2 separate regions of the Zea mays genome follow, and region 2 is linked to region 1. Evidence: chromatin contacts called from public Hi-C data. All regions are on one chromosome and are shown on one strand. The core of a region is the stretch at or near the end of the contact, and the rest is flanking DNA. Distances in the headings are between cores, read along the strand shown. Region 1 holds the start of LOC103642791 (Putative IQ calmodulin-binding and BAG domain containing family protein). Region 2 holds the start of LOC541816 (prohibitin 2).

What was found. A called contact is a pair of places that touch in the nucleus more often than the background predicts.
Region 2: a Hi-C map of tassel shows a contact between it and region 1, with 2.4 times the contacts expected there. The contact joins the promoter of LOC541816 here to the promoter of LOC103642791 in region 1. A contact is called at or near these places in 2 of 25 Hi-C or Micro-C datasets (ear and tassel).

The regions. Positions count from the first base shown.
Region 1 is chr10:125,421,679-125,428,603 of Zm-B73-REFERENCE-NAM-5.0, forward strand. LOC103642791 (Putative IQ calmodulin-binding and BAG domain containing family protein) reads right to left here and starts at 2,958. Exons shown (of 1, transcript XM_008665970.2): 1 at 1,495-2,958. The coding sequence starts at 2,892. The coding sequence ends at 1,837.
Region 2 is chr10:125,737,114-125,744,038 of Zm-B73-REFERENCE-NAM-5.0, forward strand. It overlaps LOC541816 (prohibitin 2), which reads right to left and starts at 4,308. Exons shown (of 1, transcript NM_001111497.2): 1 at 2,983-4,308. The coding sequence starts at 4,116. The coding sequence ends at 3,262. It overlaps LOC103641736 (a long non-coding RNA gene), which reads right to left. Exons shown (of 3, transcript XR_560475.2): 3 at 6,803-6,925.

The sequences.
Region 1 (6,925 bases), core at 1,708-4,207:
ACAGCTAATCATCCAATAGGTTTACTAGAAAAACAAAGTCCGAATACTTCTACAACTATAAAGCTGGACTATCTACGGAACTTCCAACAATGCTCAAACCACAACTATAAAAAACAGATCAAGTTCGTTTTTAATGCTGTAAAGTATAAGCTTTAGTCAGATCCAATGCGTCAAACAATTTACCTAAGAAATTTTATTGAAACAAAATTAATCATTGCTATGTGCAACTGACATTTGATGTTTTTAAATTTAGGTGATGTTTGATTCACAAAATGTAACGCAATGATTCACGCTCGAATACTAGTGATAATAATTTAAATAGATTGATATTAATTTTTAGTGTAGTATCTAATTATGATTAGATTTAAACAAACATAGTTTAACATTATTAATTACTCGTTACGTTATAAATATGTAGGGTGGAAACGGATCAAATACGCACGAATACGAATTCGAATGTCACAGTTTATCATATTTTTGTTCGAATTCGAATATCTTCATATACGAATACAAAACGGATAGTCGAATCCGAATTCTTATTCGGATATTTACTCAATTCAACTCAAACAACATACCCTAAAATTTAACATATGTATATGTGGATTTTTATTTGAGTACAAGTTTATAGATAATCAATAGATATTCAAAACAAACTTAAATTGATCCTCCATATCCAAGTCAACAGAACTATATAAATGATATTTTTAAAATATCGAAGCATGTAACAAAAGATAAACAATAACATGTGATAATTAATAAGTGACATTTGTACAAATATAAGTAGATTAGAATTGATATAAAATAGTAAATGCATCAAGAAAAACAAATTTTCCGTTCTAAAATGAATGAATGTCCTACATAAATATGTGTGCCAAAACTTAAATGAAAACATGAAGAAATTTATCTATATATTATAAAGTGGAGAGTTATAGTTGAATGTTTATGTAACTTCATTGAGATGTGTTCACTGTATAGATAAAGTGGAGAATTATAATTAAATGTTTATGAAACCTATTGAATTTTATTATTGAATATCACTAGAAATATACGGTTGATATATTTATTTTTTAATATTTTAAATGATATATATCATTTTTCTAATATATTATTAAACTTAAAATCATTTTTAATTAGTAATTAGTGATAAAGTTAAGTTTGAAATGGTTTCATGAAACATATTTTTTCATGGATACGGATAGTATAGTATGTTTTATGGTTTTTTCGAATACGAATATGGAATCAGATAGAGAAAAGTACTATAAATCGAATTTGAATACATCTATATTGAAATCGAATATGAATATGGATATCCATATTAGCAGTTTTAGCGAATACGAATACAGATAATTCGGATCTCTATACATCCATTTTCAGCCCTACAAATATGTGAACCAAACAGCACCGCATCATAGTATTTCTTGTATCACTTAACATTAGAACTCCATATTATTTAGAATAGCATGAACTCCAGATATTCGTGGCATTACCTTTTTCGGTCCAACTACATATCAATTCGATTGAACTTTTGCAAACACTTATCATAGCTTAACATGCAGTAAACCTCTTGACCAAAATCAAACTTCAGAGGCCGACGAGCACTTATGGAGAGGATAGATAAACGCGTTCTCTGAGCGACGTCTTATCAAGAGTTCAAAAGGCGCCGAAAAAAAAACAGGAACTACGAAGAACTCCATTATTATAAAATAAAGAAAAAGAATATAAACAATCTAGTGCCTGGAATAGTAAATCCAGGGATTATACGCAATGAAAAAAATACAGAACTATTTAAATCTCTATTATTGGCTTTCGTCGTCAATCGCTGTAAAGCTTGCTGGCTCAGCTTCTTGGCCCGCCGCCGGCGCTCCCGGCGTCTTCCATCAGCCGCACCCGCACGTTACGCTCCAGCGCGTCCACACGCTCGACCAGCGTGCCGATCAGCGCGCACTGCTGCGCGCTCTGCTCGCACAACGCCGCCACCATCTGCATCAGCTTCCTCGCGTCCACGCCGTCGGAGGCGGCGCCGGCAGCTGCAGCCGTCGTTGTCTCCAACGGGCACGCTGGTTCCTTGCGCGGTGGCTCCTGGTCGTCGGACGTGGTTGCCACGGGTGAGGTGTGTTCGTGTTCCTCAGCCAACATCTCCAACTCGCCCTCTGCCTCCGAACCCTCTGGCTCGTCCACCGCTTCCTTTTCCTGTACAGCGTCTGGCAGCTTCGGCGCTACGACCGCGCTCTCCTCCGCCACCTCGACGGCCGCCGCCTCGGGTGTCTCCTCCGCCACAGACACGGTTGCCGGCGCCGGCTTGGTCTCGAGCGCGTCGACGGCGTCCTGCAGCGCGAGGACCCGCTTGGTGACCCGCCTCCGGTAATCCCGCGCGCCGCGCACCGTGTCGAGACGCAGCAGCATCCTCATCAGCGCCTCCCAGACGGCGACGCGCGCGCTGGGTTCCGCCAGCGGGGACTCCTCCTCGCACGCAATCTTCGCCCGGACTTGCTCCGCCTCCCGCTCCACCTGGCGCACCGCCCGCACCGACTTCCTTGCCAGGAGCCCGCGCGCCGCCGCCTGCATCCTCGCCGCGGCCTTCTCCGCCGACATCGCCGGCGGCGCCATCGGTCTCGCGCGAGACCCCGCCGCCTTTCGCTCCCTCTCCGGCTCGGAATCCGAGTCGGACCCGTGGACTGGGATCGAGAACGACGTGTGCGTCTCCCTTTCCCTGGGCGCGCGTCTCGCTTCCGCGGCCGCCGACTCGGCGCCCGCGCCCGCAAAGATGCCCCTGGCTCTGCGGCTGCGGGTGGGCACGGACTGGGGCTGATAGTATGGCTCGTAGAGGTAGTGCGGGGCTGTGGTGTACTCGTACTCGTAGGGGTCGTAGACGAAGAACCGGCGGGACGCCATTGCCGTGGCTGCCTCAAGCTTTCTTCCTTCGGAATTTTCTTCGGCGTCTGCGTTTGGAGATGCGTTGTGATGGGAAGGGGTGCCGTCGTGCCGTATTTATATACGGGGTTGAGGCGGAGGCAGAGGCGTGGATCGAGGCGCATACGTCTCGGAAGTCGGAACAGAACGGAGCCGCAGCCCGCAGGTGTTCGCGAAACCTTCCGGAACTGGTCGCGTGGGTCGTCACGTGTGACGATGGACGAGAACGAGATGGCGTCAACTAGATTTCTCTTGGGCCGCGATTAGGCGAGCAGTTTGGACTCCGGGACTTGAGACGTTCGATTGAATGTTCTAGACTTTCAATGTGGGCTCTTGGAATCTTTTTGAGACGTTATTTGTGTGTTGTAGATACGCTGTTCAACGACTTCATAATAGATGGCCATACCATCTTATTTTCAGATCTGTAGTCGCTTTTCTTGGAATTCCAAATCACTGGAATCTAAACAGAACTTCCTATAATGTCTGTTACGTACGGCATTCGAATTTTTTTCATTAAAAAAACTGGTATTACTGATCTAAACGAAACAAAAATACCAGATGTAGCAAACTTTACGACTTTGTGTATTCCTTTTGCGGTTATTTTATTTCTAAAGTTTACGCCGACTCTAACGGCCAAAATCCAAGACAAAGTGTACACCTGATATCTTCACAATTATTATAGGTTAAATCTTATTATATTGTCTATAACACATAGTAGTTATACATGTATAGAAAAGTCCGTATTAGGGCTAGAAATCAGCCTCGCTAGGCTTGTTGTGGCTCGTTAGGTGGTCGAGCTCGGCTCGGCTCGCCTACTCAACTGCAAAAGGAGGCTCAACTGTCTCGGCTCGTGAGTTGCACGTTGAAAAATAATATTACATTATATAGTAAATTAATAGTCTATAAATATGAAATAAATAATTGTAATGCGGCATTAAAGTAATCTAAATTATAATTGTCATATATCCATCATTAAAGACTAAGAAACAGGTCGGATATCTATAAAATTATTCAATATCCATCATTATTGTATAGGTTGATTAATTTTGTCCAGCTCGCGAGTCGGCTCGGCTCATTGCCCCAACAAGCTTGAAAACCTGGCTCGGCTCACTCGAGGCTCGTGAGCCGCTCCGAGCTCGAGCTGACTCGTGAGCTTCGAGCTTTTTTCTAGCCCTACCCACTATCTTGGCCCGACACTAGCTCGACCTAGCCTGCTTCATCCGGGGCCATGTAGAGAAGTCAGCCCATTGGGCTAGCCCGACCTAGCCCGCTTTTAACGTCCGACCCGCTAAGACCCACCACCTGGTTGCCATATATAAAATATCTCCCAACAACTCAATTAAGCTTAGTTTGTGGCCATAGTTCTTTGTTTGTGTGTTTTCTGGGGTTTTCTCTATTGAGAATGTTCAATTCAATCTAGTTTTCTTTATGTTTTGAGGGTTTCTTGGCTGACGAGTCGGGTCGTGCCCTAACCGGGCCTTGCTTCACCGGGCGGGGCGACCTGTTTGTACATCTACACCTATAAAGGATATGACTAGATCTGCTTTTTATCATGTATTGAGATCAGTTTGCTTTCTGCATGGAATTCAATTATCTTTGGGGTGGGAAATATGTGATGTTCGGACCTCTTTGTCCAAAACATAGGAAATGGAAATGAGAGCACCTAGAGGGGGGGGTGAATAGGTGATCCTGTGAAACTTGAAAACTTACGCCACAAAAACTTGGTTAATCGTTAGTACAATAATTGCCAAGTGGCTAGAGAGGAGTCAAAACACAATAACCACAAGAAATCAATCACAGAGATGGCACGGTGGTTATCCCGTGGTTCGGCCAAGTACAAAACTTGCCTACTCCACGTTGTGGCGTCCCAATGGACGAGAGTTGCACTCAACTCCTCTCAAGTGATCCAATGATCAACTTGAATACCACGGTGTTCTTCTTTACTTTAATCTTTTCCCGTTTGCGAGGAATCTCCACAACTTGGAGTCTCTCGCCCTTACAATTGGATTTCACAAAGAAGCACGGAGTAAGGGAGGGAAGCAACACACACAAATCCACAGCAAAATACGCACACACACGGCCAAGAATCGAGCTCAAAAGACTATCTCAAAGTTCTCACTAGAACGGAGCTCGAATCACTGAGAATGACAAACGAATGCGCAAAGACTGAGTGTGGATGATCAAGAATGCTCTAAGGTTGCTTGGGTATCTCCTCCATGCGCCTAGGGGTCCCTTTTATAGCCCCAAGGCAGCTAGGAGCCGTTGAGAGCAAATCTGGAAGGCCATTCTTGCCTTCTGTCGTCGGGTGCACCGGACAGTCCGGTGCACACCGGACACTGTCCGGTGCCCGATTTCTTTCCTTAAACAGCGCAGCCGACCGTTGCAGATCTGGGAGCCGTTGGCGCACCGGACATGTCCGGTGCACACCGGACAGTCCGGTGCCCCCTTCCGACCGTTGGCCCGGCCACGTGTCGCGCGCAGATTCCGCTGCCGACCGTTGGCTTGGCCGACCGTTGGCTCACCGGACAGTCCGGTGAATTTTAGCCGTACGCCGTCGGCGAATTCCCGAGAGCGGCCTCTTCACGCCGAGTCAGCCTGGCGCACCGGACACTGTCCGGTGCACCACCGGACAGTCCGGTGTGCCAGACTGAGCTGAGTCTTGGCTGTACACAGCCAAGTCTTTTCCACCTCTTTTCTTTTCTTCTTCTTTCTGTTTCTAACACTTAGACAAGTATATTAGTATACAAAACCAATGTACTAAGGCCTAGAAACATACCTTTACTCTTGATTTGCACTTTGTCCATCCATGAGCATAAATTCACATTTAAGCACTTGTGTTGGCACTCAATCACCAAAATACTTAGAAATGGCCCAAGGGCACATTTCCCTTTCAATCTCCCCCTTTTTGGTGATTTATGCCAACACAACATAAAGCAACTAGAACAAGTGCAATATCACTTCAAATAAAACTCAAATTTATTTTGATTCAATTTTGGCATATATGGATCATCCTTTGCCACCACTTGGTTTGTTTTTGCAAATCAAACTCAGATCTCTATCTCTAAGTCAAACACACATGTTGAAGCATAAAGAGAGTCATTTCAAAAGAGATTGATCAAAGATTTCAAAAACTCCCCCTTTTTCCCATAATCACTACTTCTCCCCACAAGAAGCCAACTTTTGACAAAAGAGACAATGAAAGAGTTTTGAACAAACCAAAAGCTCTATTCTACTATTTTCAAAATCTCTCAAGTGGTAGCTGATCCATTTATTGCTTTGGCCTTTATTTTCTCCCCCTTTGGCATCAAGCACCAAAACGGGATCAATCTTGGCCCTTTAACCCCATTGCCTCACCAAAATCTTCAATTAAGAGCAAATGGCAATAAAAGTTCATGAGATGGACTTGGAATAAGTTACCCTCTCATCGGAGTGCAGTGGAAGTCTTTCATGGTCCAAGTCCACCTTTTTCCTTTCAATTCTCCTTCGAGACTAGATCAAGCAAACTCAAGCATATGGTTAGTCTCAAAGGGTCAAGTTGTAACACATCTCCCCCTAAACATGCGCATCACTTTGCAACGGACTTGTGAGGTCCAGGGAGTGTTTGTACAACTTGAGCACCATAATAAGCAACAAAATGCAGAATGAACATGATCAAAGGCATAAACACATGTATGCTACAATTCAATCCAAGTTCCGCGAATCTAAGACATTTAGCTCACTACGCAGCCTGCAAAAGGTCTTCTCATCTAGAGGCTTGGTAAAGATATCGGCTAGCTGGTTCTCGGTGCTAACATGAAACACTTCGATATCTCCCTTTTGCTGGTGGTCTCTCAGAAAGTGATGCCGGATGTCTATGTGCTTTGTGCGGCTGTGCTCAACAGGATTTTCCGCCATGCGGATAGCACTCTCATTATCACATAGGAGTGGGACTTTGCTCAGATTGTAGCCAAAGTCCCTGAGGGTTTGCCTCATCCAAAGTAGTTGCGCGCAACACTGTCCTGCGGCAACATACTCG
Region 2 (6,925 bases), core at 3,058-5,557, 320 kb after region 1:
ATTTGATTACGATTACACTTAAACAAACATGATCTAATATTATTGGTTACTCTTCACGTTACAAATACGTGAAACAAACAACAGCAAAACACTTAAGGCCTTGTTTGGTTATTCCCATTATACATGGATTGGATGAGATTAAAAAAATTTAGAAAAACTTTGACTTGCTTAGGATTTAAATCCACTCAATCTCATTTAATCCACATGGATTGAGAGCTAACCGAACAAGCCCTAGACGGGATTGAACAAACGGTTTCTGGTCAGAAGCCGAAATGAGCCCGAGCTCTCTATATAGAGGCGGACCACCAGAAATCTGGCTTCTCCCGTCGCCCTACATCGGATAACACAAAATTGAGTTTGACAAACCATATATGCCATCATTGAGGGGGTGTTTGGTTCTGTGGACTAAAGTTTAGCCCGGGTCACATCAAGCGTTTGACTTTCAAGTAGGAGTATGAAATATAGACCCAACCAACTGTACTAGATTCGTCTCACTTTTTAATCTTCGGCTGAGAAATTAGTTTTATAATCTGACTACATTTAATACCCCGAACGGAGGTTCAAACATTCGATGTGATAGGGGCTAAATTTTAGCTGGGGCAAACCAAACACCCCCTGAATCACAAACGGACTTCAAAGCCTTCAGTCACAAAGTTCAGGCCACACCAAACAGAACCTGAATGTCAGATATGCTGAGTGCGCGCGGCTAACGGGCTAAGCCAGCTTTTGTACTTTCTCTCTATGTCGTTCTTCGCAGGAGACTGCCTTCACTTGTTCAAATATCGCAAATTCTCCAAATAATGCAAATGGGAGGCCCTAACAATCTAGGTAGGCAATGTCGTCCAGGTGTTCGGGACAGAGTGACAAGGCGTTATTATAAGAGTTCCTTTGGAAACCCCATTATTCTAAGGAATTTTTATTTTCCTAAGAAAAAATAGTTCATTTTCTTATAAAAAGACTAAAAATCCCTTGAGAAAATGGAGTTCCCAAATTAGCCCTAAAATGGTAGATCTACCGTGAGAAGAAAGCTCGGTGTTGAGCGCTAAGGGCTAATTTCCCTAGTCATTAGTGTGTTGGGATGTATGGAACGAAGAAACCGTCGTATCACAAAGAATATACAAGTCACACGCTAATAACCTCAGACAATTGAGGAGGCACTCGAAAGGATTGGAGGGCCTAAAATAAGATGGGAATTTTAGACCTTCCAATCTCATCCGGTAGGCAGGCCTGAGCGCTACTTGGCTACTCTCTCCATCCTGTAATATAGCATATTCTAGCATTCAAATTCCATCATCAAAGTCAAACATAAGAGATTCTAGGAGAACAAAATAATTTCACATTAAATAGTCAAATAAATTTGGTAGGCATTATATTATCTCTTGCTATTTATGAATCAATCACCATTAATTACATTTATGATAACGTTTAGTTAGAAAATAAAGTGAAGACATATACGTTGTTCATGCTCTCTTAAATAATGCAACATGCAGCTTACTTTTCAGTACAACAGCCAATGAGGCAACTCTCGTGCTAGTCCTTCAAAATATGGGTCATTTTGGCACTCATGTATAGGAGAATATAGTCTGACTTGAAACAAATCATAGTTTGTTATAGTAGCATTTATAATCTGCTATATGAAGCTAGTTGTTACCAGCGGCAAAGCGTACTATCAGGAAGTGAAGAAAGGCCAACATTTGAAATGTGAACTCGTAATTAGGCTGCAGGGCCAAGTTATGAATAATCGCGAGCTACCAAAGATCAAGCAAACAGCACACATGTAATATTCGCATGCATCAGGACCAACACATCCTTCATCATCATTAATATGCTGTAATTATGAAGCTAAAAATAAACAAGGTCAAACTCCAATTTGACACGATAAGAGCTTAACCTGATAGCATCTTTCCTAAAGAGAATATACAGACATCTAAAAAATAAAAAACAAATCAAAGTTCATGAACTGCAAACACCAAGATCAAACGCCAGATCAGCCTATAACTCAAAAAGTACAAGGGCTTATTCAAGGTGCCATGCATCAGGAGAAAAACATCCATTGCTAGGCAATTCCTTGAAGCTCAAACCTAACATTTGGTCAGGCTCAAGTGCCGATCCGATACTATTTAACGAACACCCAAACAAACCTGATGCAGCATCAATTAAAATGCGTTGTCAAATCTGAAAAAAGTCCCCTCAAAAAAAGAATATCCCTAGGCTCATTAATGAATGAACAGTTCATGTATTGCAAATCGTAAGATCTATCTCCCATAACACAACAAGCAAATAATAAACTAATGAGTAATGAGGCACCAACAAAGTATTTAAATATCAAGAGAACCTATTTAAGACGACAGGGCATATCAAAAGAAAGTAATCAACCAACAAGGCACTAACAAATCATTTAAATGTGATGATAGCGTTTTTTTAAGACATTGGGGCGTCCATTGCAGCATAGCCAGGTGGTACAAACCCAATAGAAACGCTCTAGCTACGCCACTAGCTTATCAATCTAAGACATAACTAGAGCCCTTCAAAACAAAGATGAGAAAATAGCATGCTACAGGGTCACATCTGACAACTAGACATGTCCAAAAATCGGGTCGGGTCAAGGTCGGGGGACATTTATCACGGCTCATACCCAACCCGTGCCTAGTGTCAGGTCAGCCCATGCCTCCCTGTTTGACGTGTGGGGTCGGGTTTTTTCGGATTGAATTGGGTTTTTTCGGGTTGGATCAGGTTTTGGGTCAAAAATCACGACAGCCCGTACTCACCCATTGCATTGGACGGGATGGATCGGGCCAGGTTTTTTTCGGGCGGCTCGTGTGAGGTGGCCCATGATCAGGTCTAATGACAACACACTTGTAATCAGAAGATATATGCTTAAAAGGCCACAACATAAATAAACAATATCCAGAAGATTATTAACAACACAAATCATCATGCAAAAATAATATATGAAGGGGACCGAAACAGATCTACTATTCCAGCAATGTTAGATATCAATGAATTTTAACATGAGAATGCAATGTAAGGGAAAATTAGAATGCACTATGCAGGCTTAACACAATGTCGCATTAACCCTACCAATTGCAAATATGCAGTCAAAAACCAAAACTTATTTGGAGCACAACAGACACATTTAGTTCCAAGACAAGGAAAACTTAACATAAGCAAGGATAGCAGATATCACTGTCCTTCAAAGTTCGAACCTCCGTTTTAGTCATGCATCAGCACATAGCACAAGCAGACTAAAAAAACAGTGAATCACCGGCCAAATCCAGTAGCATTGAGACCAAGCAGCATCTTTCCGTTTTCCCCAGAAGGAATGTATGCCACATTCGGTGAGCGAGCCAGCTCTGCGGCAATCTCCTTGGCCGCCTCGATCCTCCTGAGCTCGATCAGCCCTGTCCCAGCCATCGCCGTGGCCTCAGAGATGAGGCGCGCGGACTCGCTCTCTCCCTCAGCGCGCACGATGGCCGCCCGCCTCTCCTGCTCCGCCTTGGCGACGAGGAACTTGGAGCGCTCGGCCTCCTGCTGCGCGACCTGCTTCTTCTCAACGGCCAGCGAGAACTCGATACCATAGGAGAGGTGGGTGATGGCGACGTCGTCGAGGATGATGTTGAACTCGCGGGCGCGGCGGATGAGAGCGTCGCGGACGAGGGCGGAGACGTGGGGGCGGTCGGTGAGGAGCTGGTCGGCATTGAACTGGGCGACGACGGCCTTGAGCACCTCGTTGCCGATGGAGGGGAGCACTTTGTCGTCGTACTCGAGTCCGAGGGAGGTGAAGATGGTGGGGAGGTGCTGGACGTCGGGGCGGGAGAGGAGACGGAGCGTGAGGTTGACCATCTGCAGGTCCTTGGTCCCCGAGTTGGAGGAGAAGTTGTGCGGGCGCGTGCGGATGTCGAAGATGAAGGGCTTCTGCAGCCAGGGCACGAGGAAATGGGTGCCCTCGCCGACGGTCTCCGGGAGCACCCCGCGGAAACGGTCGAAGATGACGGCGCGCTCGCCGCCGTCGACGGTGTAGAGCGACGCGGAGGCGAGCGAGGCCGCGGCTCCGAGCCCCGCAGCCACCTTCGCGATGTTGGTCAGGAACGACACCGCCGCGGGACCGCCGGCCATGGTTGTTTCGGTGGGATCCGGGAGCGCGGCGGCGCGGGGACGAAAACCCTAGCGAGGGAGGGGATCGGGTCTGGCTGGCGGCGTCGCTGTGCGGATCTGAGAGTGGCGGGTTTTTGCAGGGGTTTTATTGCGCTTGCGCGTTAGGTCCGCCCATTTCTTGCGAGATAAGAAGGTCGGAAGCGGCGGGTCTGTGTCATGGCACGTGGGCCCGTAGACAGTTTTTGTGGATTGGGACTTGGGAGAGAAGAAAGAAAACTTGTCTGAGTTTTGCGTTGAAATTGGACTTGACTCTGGGAGAATGGGCCGCTTCGTGGCCACAAAGTCCGTGCCCGTTCCTCAAAATGGGCCTAAAGAGACTGACCCAAGAACGTTGGTTCTTATGTCCGTGGGCTAGTCGCCTTGTGCGCGGCCGTGGGTTCGAACTATGGGCTACATGGCTGCCAGTCTGCCACTGCGCTGTTGCGCAGGAGAAGTAGCCTGACCGGCCGCCGCGGGCGAGCGAAGCGCACCTCACTAGCATAGGCGGCGGCGCGCTGTTAACGATTACGAAGGGGACACCCATCGATGCACGGCACGTGGTAGCACGCACTTGCCAAGTGCAGGTGCACCCCTCCCTCCGCCCGTTCCATTCGACCCGCCTTCTTTCTATACTAGGTGTATGCCCGTGCGTTGCTACGGAACCAATATGTACAAACATTAATTGTTATTCTTCTTTTGTTAGCATCATTCAAAATGTTGTATATTATATAAGTTGTAACAAGAAAATTTAATGACAAAATCTAATGTGGCTCATGTGTTGCTATAGTTTCTATATATCACACATGTTGACATTATTCAAATTTGATATATTTGTTTAAACATGTTCCACATCAGACCCTAATAAGCTAGAAATATCCAAACATCTGAACTTCGTTGGTATAATAAAGCATAGCAATGAGAATCTTGAGTTATACGTAACTACATCATACACATATGTGTTGTGCCAACACGACGACAAGGCACATACTATTACAAAGTGACCTGCTTTCAAATCTAATTGAAACTAATTGAAGAGGATGCACATTTCTTTCTTCTTTCTTCCAACCCGATCGACATCTACACTCACCGGTTTCTTCAGTTTGTCAGACAAGCAGTGGGGCTTCCATTGCAATGGCTGTCGGAGTGGTGACCTATAGCCTCAGAATGGATGTGACCACCAGGGAGAGGGCGGTGAAGTATGAGGAGATCAGGCCCATCTCGTACCTGCTCACCGTGTCCCCTCATCTCGCTACATCTCATTCGTGTTTGCAGCGGAAGAAGGATGTGTTGCGCCCGCCCGATCAGTTGTCAGCCTTCCAGTAGAAAAAACACAAAATTTCGAGGATTTTTGTCAAAGTCACTTAGCTCCGTACAATTCCAAGACAAATAGGATGATTACGCAAGAGATCTTGTCCAGGAAGCTAAGGAAGCCATAGACAAAGGCACAGTCGTTGAGGTCCTCCGCTACCAGCGTGCTCTCCAGCCCAACCGTCACGACCTGCTCATGCAATGTGAGATTGTGAGCACACAAAACTGGCAGGATTGGACATGTAGTGTGGCGTGCTAGCTAGGCACCTGCATTTTATACTATGACAAGCATATCAATGAAGTGAACTAATAATTCACAAAAGAAATTTATTTCTAATAAAAAAGCTTTCCAAAACCCAACTATTTACCTTCTAGGTTCAAGTCTGGATTCTCAAAGTCTGAACCATATATTAATCCTAACGGTACAACTATTTCTAAGCATGGAATCCACCGTTGGCAGATCGTTTGTTGATCCTAACAAGCAAATTATCAGGAAGTTTGTTATGTTCTGAGCAATACAAAAATCAGCTAAAACAATACTTCTAAACACTCCGGCTTTAGATTGGTATGATTTCACTTCCACACAAGAACCGCTAACATCAGTGCAAGATGTATTTGCTCACTTGAGAAACGGAAATGAAAACAAAGCACACTGGATTGCAATGTAAACGCCCAACAGGTAGCAGAAGATAAACTAAGATGAGTTAGACACAAACCTTCAATAATTTGAAGCTGTGTCTCAAGTTGTTCAGTAGTAACATGTCACAAGGCCATCTATACCATACAAAATACAATTTATGAAAAGTAAAATTATTTCCACAGTTCACGTACCTTGAGTCGACTCTTAGTGCCAATGGAGTTGTCCTCATCAACACCAAGGGCATCCTATCGGATAGCAAGAGCAGCTTTTGCAGATAGAGACCGAGATTTTTTCCATTATGCTTTTGAGAAGCCTTCCCAATTGAGGATGCATGGTAGATGAGCCCATACTTGGGTGTAGAATGCTTTTCTTTAGAGCTCTGAATAAATCCTGTAGAGAAACATAACCTTTAGTTCTTAGTGGAGAAAGCAAATTATAGCAGACAACATCGGCAAATAAAGTTGACGCACGCCATCAAGTAAAACCACTACAACATTATTAGTAAACAACCAATTAAAAGAAATAAGTAACAAATATGAAATCCACATGATTTACAAGATGTTAGACTGTTTTAGCAGACAACATAAGCAAATAAGTAACGTTTACTTATGTCATACTAAGCATTGATGCACATAAGGTTCAGATACACACCAAAAAAAGAGCTAAAAATTACAAGATTCCAGAATTATTCATAAGCAATAACAAACCTTCTCTACACCAAGTATTTAAATTATGCTACCAGGTTGCTTGGCCAAGTTTACCAAACTTCCACCATGCACAATATGGCACCAACTGATTCACCCACCAGTGCTGTTAGAATTGGGGTGATAGTGTTCATCTTGC